2 separate regions of the Mus musculus genome follow, and region 2 is linked to region 1. A link is a contact called in public HiChIP or PLAC-seq data. All regions are on one chromosome and are shown on one strand. The core of a region is the stretch at or near the end of the contact, and the rest is flanking DNA. Distances in the headings are between cores, read along the strand shown. Region 1 overlaps Bmerb1 (bMERB domain containing 1). Region 2 holds the start of Marf1 (meiosis regulator and mRNA stability 1).

Evidence for each region. HiChIP or PLAC-seq counts read pairs in DNA pulled down with a chosen protein or histone mark.
Region 2: a contact with region 1 is called in a BATF HiChIP or PLAC-seq map of CD8 T cells, with 11 read pairs. The contact joins the promoter of Marf1 here to the enhancer-like site in region 1. A contact is called at or near these places in 1 of 484 Hi-C or Micro-C datasets (CD8 T cells), 4 of 115 datasets of contacts at active chromatin or transcription factors (CD8 T cells, the HPC-7 cell line, effector CD8 T cells and 1 more) and 1 of 9 other capture datasets (adipose tissue).

Annotation. Positions count from the first base shown.
Region 1 is chr16:14,085,251-14,091,958 of GRCm38.p6, forward strand. It overlaps Bmerb1 (bMERB domain containing 1), which reads left to right. Exons shown (of 6, transcript NM_144518.3): 3 at 3,696-3,769. Among named protein-coding and RNA genes, the nearest start is that of Marf1, 71 kb to the right of the region's middle. Within about 2 kb of position 3,226, at least 69 of the 459 cell types and tissues checked have an H3K27ac peak or open chromatin away from gene starts, as enhancers often do. A contact at or near this core is called in CD8 T cells and effector CD8 T cells, where this site is marked.
Region 2 is chr16:14,155,226-14,161,933 of GRCm38.p6, forward strand. Marf1 (meiosis regulator and mRNA stability 1) reads right to left here and starts at 4,049. Exons shown (of 27, transcript NM_001081154.2): 1 at 3,919-4,049. It overlaps Mir484 (microRNA 484), which reads left to right and starts at 4,401; the gene lies at 4,401-4,467.

The DNA of each region.
Region 1 (6,708 bases), core at 1,976-4,475:
TCTCATATATTTTGCCTTTGCCAAATGTATTAGTTAGGGTTCGTATTGCTGTGATAAAAACTGAGACCAAAAGCAACCTGGAGGAAAGGTTTTGTTTCGCCTCACAGCATGTAGTCCAGCATCTAAGGAAGTCAGGGCAGGAGCTGAAGCAGAAATCATGTAGGAATCCTGCTTACAGGGTTTCTTCCAGTGACTTACTCAGTCTGATTTCTTATACCATCCATGACAACCTGCCGAAGAGTTGTATGAAAAGCAAGGTTACTATAGTTAAAGACTTTCCCAGAACTATGGCCTTTGATGGACTAAGTCTTTGCATTTTGGCAGGTGGTGCTGTCTACATGATGAGTTTGATACTCTCATGGTACTTCCATTATGGGGTCAGTTGTGCTAAAGTCTAGGAGCCTACTAAGGTCTGGGGCCTTGTTACAAACTGCCAGGCAGTCTGTGCCCTTCTGGCAAGCCCTGGTTCATTCAAGGCAGCCTGCTTGGATGTTCTAGGCCAAATCTTGAAAAATGCTGGCATGTCTCTGGTCACAAGAGATATAGACTAAAGTCCTGCATCCCTGACCTGGTCCTGGGGTCTGAAATGCTAAGGGTGGGGTGGAAAAACATGGGCATTTGTGATCAGCCAAGGAGAAGGCTGGGGGTAAGGCAAGTAAATGGAGTGACTCCAGAGAGTAAGGCTCTGGACTGGCCCAGTACTAACTAACATGGAGTCTAGCTGAGTCCTTCTACCTCTTCCCAGGATGGTTGTCAGGGCCAACACTGTTTCCCCAAAACACCCACCCCCTTCATCTGCTACACTGTTCTTCAGAGGTCCAGAAGCACAGCCAGCCAGTCTTACTTCAGGCTTCCATACCTAAAGACTTGACCGACAACAGGTTGTAAATATTCAAGAAGAAAAATGCAGACCCGGGTGTGGTGTTGCATGCCTTTAATCCCAGCACTCAGGAGGCAGAGGCAGGCAGATTTCTGAGTTCGAGACCAGCCTGGTCTACAAAGTGAGTTCCAGGACAGCCAGGGCTATACAGAGAAACCCTGTCTCGAAAAACCAAAAATAAATAAATAAATAAATAAATAAATAAATAATGATAATAAGATAAAGCATTTATAGACTTTTACTTATTTAAAAAATAATAATAATTCCAGTGCTTGAGAGAAAAAGGCAGGAAGATCTCTAAGTTTGGGGCCAGCCTGGTCTACATAGTGAGTTCCAGGATAGAGTTACATAGCAAGACTCTTTCTCACAAAAAATAAACATATAAGACTAAAATTTTAAAGTTATGTTGTGTGTCTGTGCATGCACTTATTAATGTGAGTGCAGGCACCCATGGAGGTGAGAAAAGGATGTCATATCCCATGGAGCTGAAGTTATAGGTGTTTGTAAGCCACCTAATTCAGGTTTGGGACCCAAGGTTTAATCCCCTGGAAGATTAGTACATGCTATTATCCAGTGAGCCATCTCTCCAGCTCTGCCCCTGGGCCCACCCTTTTAACTTTTTGTCATTATATCCTAAGTGAGAGGATAATTCCTGATTATATAATATCTAGGCTGTGTTGACTGTATTGGGCATCATAAGTTATCTAGAGGTGACTTAAATACCTAGGAGTATGTATAGAGATTATATGCAGACATTAGGCTGTCTTATTTTCAAGACTTGGGCATGTGTGGATTTTGGTGTTCAGGAGCAAGAGGAGATCCTGGGACGTTTCTACATATGTGAGCATGTGGTTATCTATCTGTACTGACAAAAGGTCAACTTCATGCTGCCTGAGCCTTGTTGGTAGTGACTTCTCAGAGCTTAGGCCTGAGGCCAGCACAGCAGACGCTCAGTGAAGATGCAGGTGTGAATATACACATTTTGAAACTGTATATACTTTGGGAACTGCCTTGAAGATGCCTCAGCTATCGTTGACCTGTTAAGCCATTTTTACTCAGTGTGATTCTGCTTCTCAGAATCTTCCCACATTAAAAAAAATTCTTGCATAAATCTATGTTAACCCCGTGGAGACCCAGGTAGCACAGATAACCTAAAAATCCACCTAGATGATCAATGAGCACACCCTAGAAATCTGCAGGGGAAGTTCCTGGTAGCCACTGAAAATAATTTTTATGAGAATGACAAATTGACTTTAAAACAAATTGTTCTTGAGACATGGTCTCATCTGACCCAGACTGACCTCGAACTCGGATCCTCTTGCCTCAACATCCCAGTTCTGAGATTACATGCGTGTTCACAAACACCCCCATTTTATGTTGTTCTGAGGATCAAACCCAGGGCTTTGTGCATGTTAGGAGAGCATGCTATCAACTGAACTAAAATCTTAGGCCAGGATTAATTTTTTCTTTTTGTAACACACACCTTACTACAATACATTGCAGAATTGTAGGAAAGCCCTTGAATAGGCCCTGGAAGGGGTTTGTGAATTCCTATTGAAATGTAAATGTTTATATTGCTTCTATGTCTAGGAATTTGTCACAGAAAACCTAGTATGAGGAGTATATCAATATAGCAGGATGCTGGGCAGCCACAAAAATCAGTTGACTTGAATGCACTAACAGGGAATCATCTTCAAGACATATTCTGAAGTAGAATTATATATCATTATAAACTAAAAGGCATAAATAGTAAAAAGAACAAATTGTGAAAATATTTTGTAACAATGTCACATGATATTTATAACCGGCGTACTTTTAAACCTGCAAGAATGGACACTACACTGGGGGCGTTAGTATTATGACTCTGTCTGTGTCTGGAGGCTTCAGAACCTGGACGTGGATGATTCTGTCCACAAGCCTCAGGCCCTAGGTATCAATGGTACAAAATCCAGAATCTAAGAGGTGAAAATTTTGGAGTTATGCCTAAGAGCAGAGGGAGGGAGACAAAGAAAAAGAGAGAGAGATTGAGAGAAAGACAGAGATAGACAAATAGCAATGGAGAGAGTGTACAACCCCTAATTTCTCCTTTTGACAGACACATAGCAACAGAGCAAGTATATGTACAACCTTAACTTCCTCCTTTGCATCCTCTTTCCTGTCCTCACCTACAGATGACTAGTTCTGCTACAGAGGGCAGGACTTCTCACCTAGACAGTTCAGCAGCTCATAAGCCAATCTCTGCAAACGTCATCACAGACTCTTGTGGTTTAAATGTAACTACCCCGAATGCCAGGCTTCTGTGGTTAACATGTAGACACAGAGAGCTGTGACAGGCTTCTGTGGTTAGCATGTAGACACAGAGAGCTCTGACAGGCTTCTGTGGTTAGCATGTAGACACAGAGAGCTGTGACACTGTTGTGGGAGGTTATAATGTGATTTTGGGGATGTGGGGCCTAGCTAGCTGTTGGGGCAGGACTCAAGGGTTCTACGTGCCAGGTTCCTGCCCAAGCACTCTGTTTCTGGGTCTGGACTGTGTAAAAACACCTGCCAGACTCCCATAGCTACAGAGCTGCCTGCCTCTCTGCCTCCCTTCAAATGGCAGACTGTAGTCCCCAGAACAGTGAGCCCAAACAATTCCTTTTCTCCCTTAAGTTACTTTTTGTCACAGCAAGGAGTAAAGTGATAAATACCCAGACTTATCTAAAAACAGCTGGAAGATGGCCCTCACTTTCATTAGCCTCCAGTGTTTAAACAAGGCTAGTGCTGGGATGTGTTCTGCTGAGGTAACTTATTATGTGGTGTCTTGTCCCTGTAGGATGGATGACATTCAGCTCTGCAAGGACATCATGGACCTGAAGCAGGAGCTGCAGAACTTGGTCGCCATCCCAGGTACCATGTGTGATTACATCCTCTGTCAGCCACCGCCAGGGCTCCACATCTGTCCTCTGTACCTCTGGGATTGGGAATAGAGGGTTTGTCTCATTTCCTAATGGGATTTCAGTCTGGCAATGGAGGCTCCAGGATTTAAACACAAATTCATGCAGGGTATGTGGTCTGCACCTATAATCTAAGCACTTGAGAAGCAGAGGCAGGGAAATGACCCACACATCTGAAATCAGCCTGGGCTGACTGAGACCATATCTCAAACCAATAACAAAATAAACACAAGTTTCTATCAGGCAGGACCACCTTGGGACCTCAGGCAAGCCTCTTTATTTTTTACAAGATTGAGTTTTTCTTCCTTTGAAAATGGAAGAGGAATATACTCACCATCAATCTCACGAGAGCTGAGGGGACCAGTTGAGTGGCAGAACACTTTCCTAGTGTGTGCAGAGACCTGGGTCTGCACCAAAGCACTGCAAAGGGATGACAAAGCTGCCAAGTGTGACTGTCGCGGTGGTAAATGTACACTTTAGGCCAGGCATCATTTTGACTCAAGAGTCATTATTGCCATTTTAATCATGTGTGGAAAGAGGGAGAGTAGAGCAGGCACAGGCTGTAATATTGGGGCCAAGCATCCATCTATCAGTTATTAATTACTGATGATCTGATTGCTTTCCCTTAAATGACTTCCCTCTCCAAACACTCTAAGTTACATGGCATATGGGCCTTGTGCTTATCAAAGGACTAACCAGTCACACGCCTGTTGTATAAGTCAGGGTTTTCTGGGTGAACAGAACCCATAGAATTTAAAAGGGATTTATTAGACTGACTTACATGATATGCTCTCAGGAGGCCAACAGTGGCCTCTGCATACTGCAGAGGCTAAGGACCTAGTGCTGCTCAGTCTATGAGGCTAGATACCTTCGTAGTCCCAGTCTGGTCCTGAGGGCCTAGCAGATTCCTGTTGAGCAGTTCATATTGGAAGGCCAAAGAATCTGGTTCTAATATCTGCAAAGGAATATAAGGTAAAGTAGATGAATTCACAAATGGTAGATGAATAATAGGCAAACACAGAGCTTTACTCTTACACCTTTGATGTATGCTGCAACCAGAAGGTGACAATCACATTTAAGATCAGTCTTCCCACTGCAGATAACCTGATTAAGAGAAGTCCTCCCAGTTGTTTATGGCACCTCTCCTTTCAGTTGATTCTAAGACTATCATCGTACCTGTTGACTCAGGCATGTGTCTCTCTGACTTCATGTCATTGACAGTGTGCATGGGGGTCTGATAGTGCTAAGGAAGGATTATTAATAGACACAGCTTCTTTTTCAAGAACTTGGCCTTGGCAGGTGTTTTACTTTGGTACTGGTGGGCATGGCTGGTGCATATCAACAACTGCTTACTGAACGATTGTGCATGTCCAGGCTACAGGCAACCTGGAAGTGATTTAATATATACAAGAGGATAGTCAGGGTCATAAGTAAATACTAATAATGTTAGGACTTGGAAAATCTGATGCAGACGGCTCATGAGAATGAGGTCTGCCTATTTCCAACCAAGCAACCAACTTACAACAAAAACTCTGTGACAATCTATGTTGAACCACTGGATGCTTAGAGTGGTCGAGGAACTCAGAGTCACAAGCTGGGAAAAGAGGGCAAATAGACCAGAACAGAAATCCTGTCTGTTCTGGACAGTAAAGGTCACAGATGAGACAAGAGTTATGAGCCAGGGAGACCAGGCAAGAAGCCATAGCATTGTCTAGGGAAGATAGATCATGGTCGTGGCTGAGGGAGTGAAAGAAGAAGCAAGTACATAGGAACATGGTACAATAGATGAGCTGGAGCACATAGGGGCATTGAGAGCCAGGATCTCTGGTACAGTCGATGAGCTGGATTTCCTATTGCTGAGTGAGTGACGATGAGGACATGACCACTCCTATGTATGGCTGAGGAACAGGCTTTTATTGTAGCTATGAGGGAGAGGACAGCAGATGCTTCTGAAGGAGTCTACACTGAACATGACCAACAAAATAGACTGGGCCATGAGAGGAGAGAGGGGGAGGAAAAATGAGAGAAGAAGAAAAGAGAGACAAGAAAGGCAGCCAACAGAACTAAGAGAGTTCATTAAAACCAAGAGAGCCAAGAAAGCATGCATGCCCCAAATGGCTGAGTTATATAGGAAAACGAGAAGCTGGGGGAAGGGAAGTGGACCCTGGGCTGGAGAGGTTTAGAGTAGAGAGAGGACTGGGTGAGAAGGACCTAGGACTCTCTAACAGGTACTTGTGCTGCTGGAAGAACCTGGCAGCCAGCATCTGCTTTGATATGTTAGCAGGCATCTACCTCACTTAGCCCTTTGTCCTGAGTTTCTTTGGGACCTGACCCTGAGTAGGTGGGATAATGTTGGCAAGCTGGGGGCTGCAGCAGTGAGTGGGCACATGGAGGCAGGGGGGCAGAGTCACACCTGAGCTCCACCCACAGAAGCCATGTCCCCTCGTCCAATGGATGACAGTCAATGCCCAAGAGCTGAAAATCATCCATGCTTGACACGTGCTTGGTGGCGGTATTTCTGTCAATGAGAAAGCTTTCCCTTCCCTTCCCTTCCCTTCCCTTCCCTTCCCTTCCCTTCCCTTCCCTTCCCTTCCAGGAAGTTCCATGCATCTTGTGCATTAAACACCCACAGATTCAGCCCCCTGGAAAAGTAATATCCCCACTGAAAGTTACACTGACCCTTTCTTGTCAAGATCCCTGGCAGATACACATGATTACTGTTAACTTAATGCTTGTGTTGTGTTCCATGTTACGGGCAGCCTGAAGTGATTTAACATATACAGAGGAAATGCAGGGCCACAGGTTGTGCTGGCTGGTTTTCTGTCACCCTTACACAAGCTAGAGTCAACAGAGAGGAAGGAGCTTCAGTTGGGGAAAAGCCTCCATGAGATC
Region 2 (6,708 bases), core at 2,799-5,298, 71 kb after region 1:
GTGTTACCACCACAACCAGCTTTTCTGTAGGTGCTAGGGACTAAATTCAGGTCCTTGTGCTTATGCAACAAGTACTTTACCTACTGAGCCACCTCCCCAGCCACTACAACTTTTCAAATGAGAATGGACATAGGCATTCTTGAAAGACAGAGCCAAATCGTGGACAGTGCACATCTCTAGGTGAGAACTCTCCTCTTCACTTGGCTGAAATAAGTCTCCAGACTCTAATCAGACTTTGCCTATAGTTTTTCTTTTTGTTTTTTCTTTCTTTCTTTCTTTCTTTTTTTTTTTTTTTTTTTTTTTTTTTTGTGTGACAGGACTTGTCTGTGTAGCACTGGCTGCCCTGACACTATGTAGTACAGGCTGGCTTCAAACTCACAGATCTGTCTGCCTTTGCCTCCATAATGCTGGTACTAAAGGTATGTGGGCCACCACACTCAGCCTATAGTTTTTCTTAACTTTCAGGTATTTCTTCTGTAAGTTCTGCTTAGAGAGCAAAGATACCAGTAAATAGCATCTAATCTTAGTAAAAGGACAACCACAGTATCAACCTTTCTCTATGCCCAGTGTAAGCACAGAAGGGCCAAACTAAATGACCTCTGAGGACTTTGATTCTATTCTACAAATGAAGCCAACCAACTGATTTCTTGGTTTGTTTACAATGAAAGAGCAATGTTATTGAAAGATCCTGGCAGAATGTAAAAGGACACAGAAGCCCTGAAATTGGCAAGATAGACGTCAGTGTTAGCAGAACTAGCTTCACTGATTTAGAAAAATAGAGGTGCACAATGCTCTGGCCACTCCTCGAACCTGTGTGTCTGCCAATGTTCTGACCAGGTGTGTGCCCATTGCTGCACCTTCATTAGACTCTTTCCTTGTACCCCTCCCATACCCATTTCTTGAGAATAGACATTGTTTAGATCTGGAAATCCCCTAATCTCCCCCTTCTCCTTTCCCCACTGAGGGCCTATAAAAACTGGGAACTCTTTCCCCTCGAGGACGACTCCTCTACCCCTGCGTGGGATATGAGTCGTCCCCAGAGCTCTGGCTTTCCCCGAATAAAGCCTCATGTGGTTTGCAACAAGCTCGGTCTGTCGTGAGTTCTTGGGTGTCCGCTATTGTCCTGAGGCCTGAGCGAGGGGCTCCTCTCGGAGTCTTTCATTATCACCAAACATCCAGAAATTAAGTCAGTCACAACCCACAGATGTCCTTTACCCCAGACACTCTTCTGAGTCTTAGTATACCAAAGGCAAAGCCAGTGCACACTCTGAGCAGGGACAGAGCTAGTAATGACGACAACAACTAACCCTTATCTCTAAGTCCTTGGAACAACAAACCACATTCAGTGATGATTTATCAGAGATTTCATCTGTGCATGTAAAAGATAATTTCTTTCCACTATAACTCTGGTAAGATGCTTCTGAGATTTTTATATCTTCATGATAGGCTGAGAGGAGAATGGTTCATAATGCATTTCAAGTCTGGGCGGACTGATCACACAAAGTAAAGTATGGTCGGCAAGCCAAAGTCAGCCTGCTGCCTGTACACATGTGTGTGTGTGTGTGTATGTCTATCTAGTTTTTCTTAGACAGGATCTGATTCTGTAATACTGAAGTAACACTCTTCCTGCTTCAGGCTCCCAAATGCTGAGATTACAGGTATGAGGCATGACACACTTGGATTTAAGTGGCCTGTAAACTAAGAATATATTTTCAATTTCTTAAATTATTGAGAAAGTGTTCTTAAACATGAAACTTAAACTTTAGTATCTGTAAAGTTTCATTAGGACATAGCTACACTCCTTAAGTAATATCTATGGCTGAGTTGAACTAGAGTTGAGACTTGAGTCCTTGCCATATGATCCACTTGTAAAACTGAATATATTTACTTTTTGGGTAGTGTGCTGAAACTATTTAAGTTTCTGTTTGTAGGCCAGGGAATGCATGGAGCTTAGTGGCATACAGAAGGGTCTAGGTTCAATCCCAGACACAGAGGTAGAGAGGGAAGAAAGAGAAGGGGGAAAAAAGTCTGTTAGTTTGTTTCCTTGTCTGTACACAGCATTTTAAAAAGTGAATTAGAAAATGCATGCACTTCCATTTTCACCACTATATCCTGTGCTCAGCCCAAGACCATTCTGTGGTAATCACAGAGTAATCGTTTGTTGAATGAAGGAAGTAGAGAATTAGCCTAGTACAGTTTACCATCACTACTTCCATTACAACACCTGTTTTTATAATTAAATCCAGGTTGGACCAGGTGATGGTGGCGCATGCACTTAAGCCTAGTACTAGGGGAGTCAGAGGCAGGTGGATCTGTTTAAATTGAGACCAGCCTGATCTAGAGTGAGTTCCAGGACAGCCAATGATACACAGAGAAACCCTGTCTCAAACAACAAACAAACAAACAAACAAAAAACCACACACACACACACAAAAACAAACAAAAACAAACCCCACAAAAATCCAGAAATCCAGGTTTTATATCACCCAACACACTCCACTCTTATTCATAAGAACTTGTTATAATCACAGTGTTCATAATTTCAGCGTGCTTAAATCTTTCAAAGCCAAATCCTAAAATGAACTACCATATCTACCACTTCACTGAGAAACAGAAACGTTTAAAATAAAGTTTCATAGCTAGCTTCAGGTCAAAAGGCTCACCTACCTCTTTCTACACCAAGGTGCCTTCAATATTGCTCAAAGAGCCAGGAGTGGTAGCTCAGGAGGCAGAGGCAGGAGGATATCTGCAAGTTTAAGGGCAGCCAAGTTCCAAGCAGCTGTGGTTACACAGTGAAACTCTGTCGATAGATAGACAGATAGACAAGGCAGGCAGGCAGGCATATATAGACAGATTACTCAGTTCAAACAAATATAAGGAAAAACATTAGTGGCCTGCAGCCTAAAAATTTCCCAAATATTCCTAGGAATTCCATTTAAGCAGCCGAATCAGTCAGGGGAAGTTCTAATGTGAGAGAGTCTTCCTTTCTGAAACTCAGTTTCTGAGCAACTTAGACAGTGGCTGAGAATGCAGTGTGCAACATTGTACTGCCTGCATGTTGGTTCTGAAGGCCACCTATCTGTGCTGCTGTGGGCATGTCATCTTTATAAACATAAGGCCCATCTCTTGTGAGTCTAATCATCATAGCAACCCCCTCACTTATTTATTTGTAGTTTGGTGACAAGAGATACCTGAGGATGAATTATTTCCCAAATGACCTCCCCCCTGCCACAAACTCCCAGTCCTATGTATTTGCTCGTCTTCTACCTTTTAACTAAAATGACTCTTTTTTCTCCAATAGAATATAAATTCCATAACAATATTGACTGTATGTGAATATACGGTATCCCAACCTTCCAACTCAACTGTGCCTCACAAATATCAATAAATGACCCTGGACAAATGTAGAGCTCACTGAAGGTGAAGAAAGACCATTTAGCTGACAATTTCCTTGTATGCAAAACAGAAAGATCCTGGAAAGTCCAAAAGATACTAGTGCAACTAGAAAGCACCACGTTCGTGCTAGAATTAATTGGGGAGGTGGCTGAAACTGAAACTGCATCCAAAGTGGCTATTAAAACAAAAACAAAAAAACAATAAGGGACTCAGCCACACAACTGTCCTTTTTCTCAACTTTCCAACTTTGCACATCCTGCGAAGGTTGCTACTGACACCTGGAGGGCCGGGGAGCGAGCAGGAAGACAAGCGCCAGCTGGGACTAAACGCCTCGGAAGAGACCGGGGGAGCACTGGAGAGCGACTTTTTCGCACGGCCCCTTCGGCAAGTCCCAGTCCCGGTCCTTCAATCCCAGAAGCATCAGTCTGAGGGGGGAAAAGGCGTCGTTTCCAGACCAGCTACGTTGCTGATCAGAGCATCCGGTACGCCCTAGTGGAGTCCCGGCACTGACAGAGGACTCACCTCAGCCACTAGCTCCTTCTTGGCTCACATTCCGACACCGCCGCCTACCCCCCACCCCCCCCAGGCCCTTTATTTTGATTCCCGACTCCGCAGCTCCCGCCGCCGCCGCCAAGCGCTCCCTCCACTTCCGCTTCCGCCCCGCCCCGCCCCTGTCGCAAAACCGATACGCTTCTCTACTACTAGCCCCGCCCCTCTCTCCGAGCCTCCCTGCCTCACCTCTTCCTCCATAATACCACACCCTTCCTCTGCTCCGCCCCCTATGGCCGCTCCCTTTCTCCGCCCATTCCCAGCCCGTCCCCACTCCGCCCAGTCGCTTCCTCCAGTAGCCCCGCCCATTCCCCCGTCCCTCCCTTCCCCTTTCTGGCTCCACCCCTCCCTGAGTCTCGCCCAGTCTTTTCTTTCGCCCCGCCCTCGCCTCCGCGTATTTCTCCGCGCAGGGCACGCTGGGAAGTGGGGGGGGCGGGGCCTCGCGGCCCTGCAGCCTCGTCAGGCTCAGTCCCCTCCCGATAAACCTCAAAATAGGGTCTTACCTAGGGGGCTGGCGGCGTATTTTTTTTAGCAGGAACCCCAGTTTAGGAGTTCTCACTACTGGTTTGATGACGCCATGTCGAACGGATCTTCCAGGCGAAGAACTAGGGAGCTTTTGTGATGGAGTCAAGGAAAGGCTTGCCAGATGGGATTTGTTAGGGTTCCGCTCTAAAAGGTCTTGGGAGCGAGGACTAAGGAGAGAAGATTAATGTGAAATAAAGTATTAATGCTCTGCCTCGTCACGTGATAACCCTTATTTTTACAAATTAAATCGTGCACGTTGCACTGCATCTTTTAGCGCAACCTAGTGGCCAGTGGAGAAAGAACAGTTAAACCTGCCAAATGGGCTTTTGGCAAAGTCCTCCCTACCTATAGCAGTTTCAGTGCTGATCAAGTACATGCAAAGACTGCTGCTGAATATTGACACCAACAGTTAAGAGTACATGATATCCTTACCCAGTTTTATTTTTTCTTTTCAGAGACAGTGTCTCACTTGTGTAGCCTTGGGTTGGCCTGGAACTTGCCCCGCAGACTATGCTGTACTCGAACTTGCAGTCCCTTGCTTTCTGAGTGCTAGGATTAAAGGAGTTTGTGTCACCTGGCAAACGTTTTGTTTTAATAAACCTAGTGCTTTGTAACCAATACTTTTCAGATGACAGGTTGGCCACGAAAAAGAAGATGCTAAAGTTATAAGAACTTTGTGAAATCAAAAATACTTCATGTTTTAAACAGATAAACTGTTCTGTATCCTCGCTACCCCTATCCCCAACCCCACTGAGCCTTGAAGGCTTCACTTTTACTTGACCTAAATATGAGTTGGGTTTTTTTGTTTGTTTTTCCAGACAGGGTTTCTCTGTGTGATAGCCCTGGTTGCCCTGGAACTCTCTGTACACTAGCCTCAAACTCAGAGATCTGCCTGCGGTTGCCTACAAGTTCAAGAAGTAAAAGCATAACCTTTATTTAGAACCATGCCTGGCTTAAATATGAGTTTTCAGGATTCCATAGGGGGAAAGATAATTTCTGAAATTTCTAGCTCTTTGCTGCTTTCTGTTACAAGTTAGGAAAAAAATATAATCTAAATGTAGGCACAGTATAGAATGTCCTAGCTGGTTATTACTTTAAAATAGTTATACTTAAAAGTCTGCCAGAAGCCGGGCAGTGGCGGCGCACGCCTTTAATCCCAGCACTTGGGAGGCAGAGACAGGCAGATTTCTGAGTTCGAGGCCAGCCTGGTCTACAAAGTGAGTTCCAGGACAGCCAGGGCTATACAGAGAAACCCTGTCTCGAAAAACAAAACAACAACAACAACAAAATTAAAAGCACTACCTACTATTTAATAAAAGTAGGTTTCAACTTTTTGCCAGAAGTAGTGGCACAGTTCCAGGGCAACTAGAACTGCACAAAGAGACCCTGTCTCATTAAAAAAAAAAAAAAAACCAACTTCCTTTTTTTTTCCTTTGCTCAGTAATAATCTTCACATTTATGAAACAAAGATAACAGAGATTTATTATTGGTGTTTCACTGGATACTTTGCATTTGATTCAACTCCCCAAAGACCTAAGTTACTAAACAGAGTTCTCCTCTACCACCCATGAGGACAGGATCAAAGGAAGAGAAGTCAAACTCTCAGCTTGGTCACAGCACAAAAGCTACAAACAAAATGAACAGAATTTTTTTTTAAAAAAAAAGAGCAAAGCCAACTACAGTAGCCCAGGACTTTGATCCCAGCTCCTTCAAAGGTAGAGACAAAATTACAAATTCAGCTTATCCAGGCTACAGGGTGAGCTTAGGTCCAGCCTGGGCATCTTAGAAGGAATTTGACTAAAAAAAAAAAAAAAAAGAAAGAAAGAAAGAAAGAAAAAGAAAAGAAAAGAAAAAAGGGGGCTGAAGGTATAGGTCAGTGGTAGAGCATTTACCTAGAGTGGGTAAGGTATTGAGTTCAACCAACAAAACTGAGGAGAGGGGCAGGGGGCAGGGGGCAGGAGGCATTACTTGTGTAGCCCAGGGGAACAGAACATGATTGTAAGAGTCAAAAAGAGCCTTCTGAAGCTCCTTTTGTTAGGTACAAAATCGAAACACTTGGATTTCCTGTACCCTTTTTCTCATCTTTTAAACAATTCTAGGAGGCTGGAGATACAGCTGAATGATACAGTATTTGCTTAACATGGCCAAGGGCCTAGGTTCAAGGCCAACACTGCCAGAAATGTAAGCTAACTATGCCTTTCTCTGGCTTCCCAGTCTCTAAATAGTCTTCAGCAACAT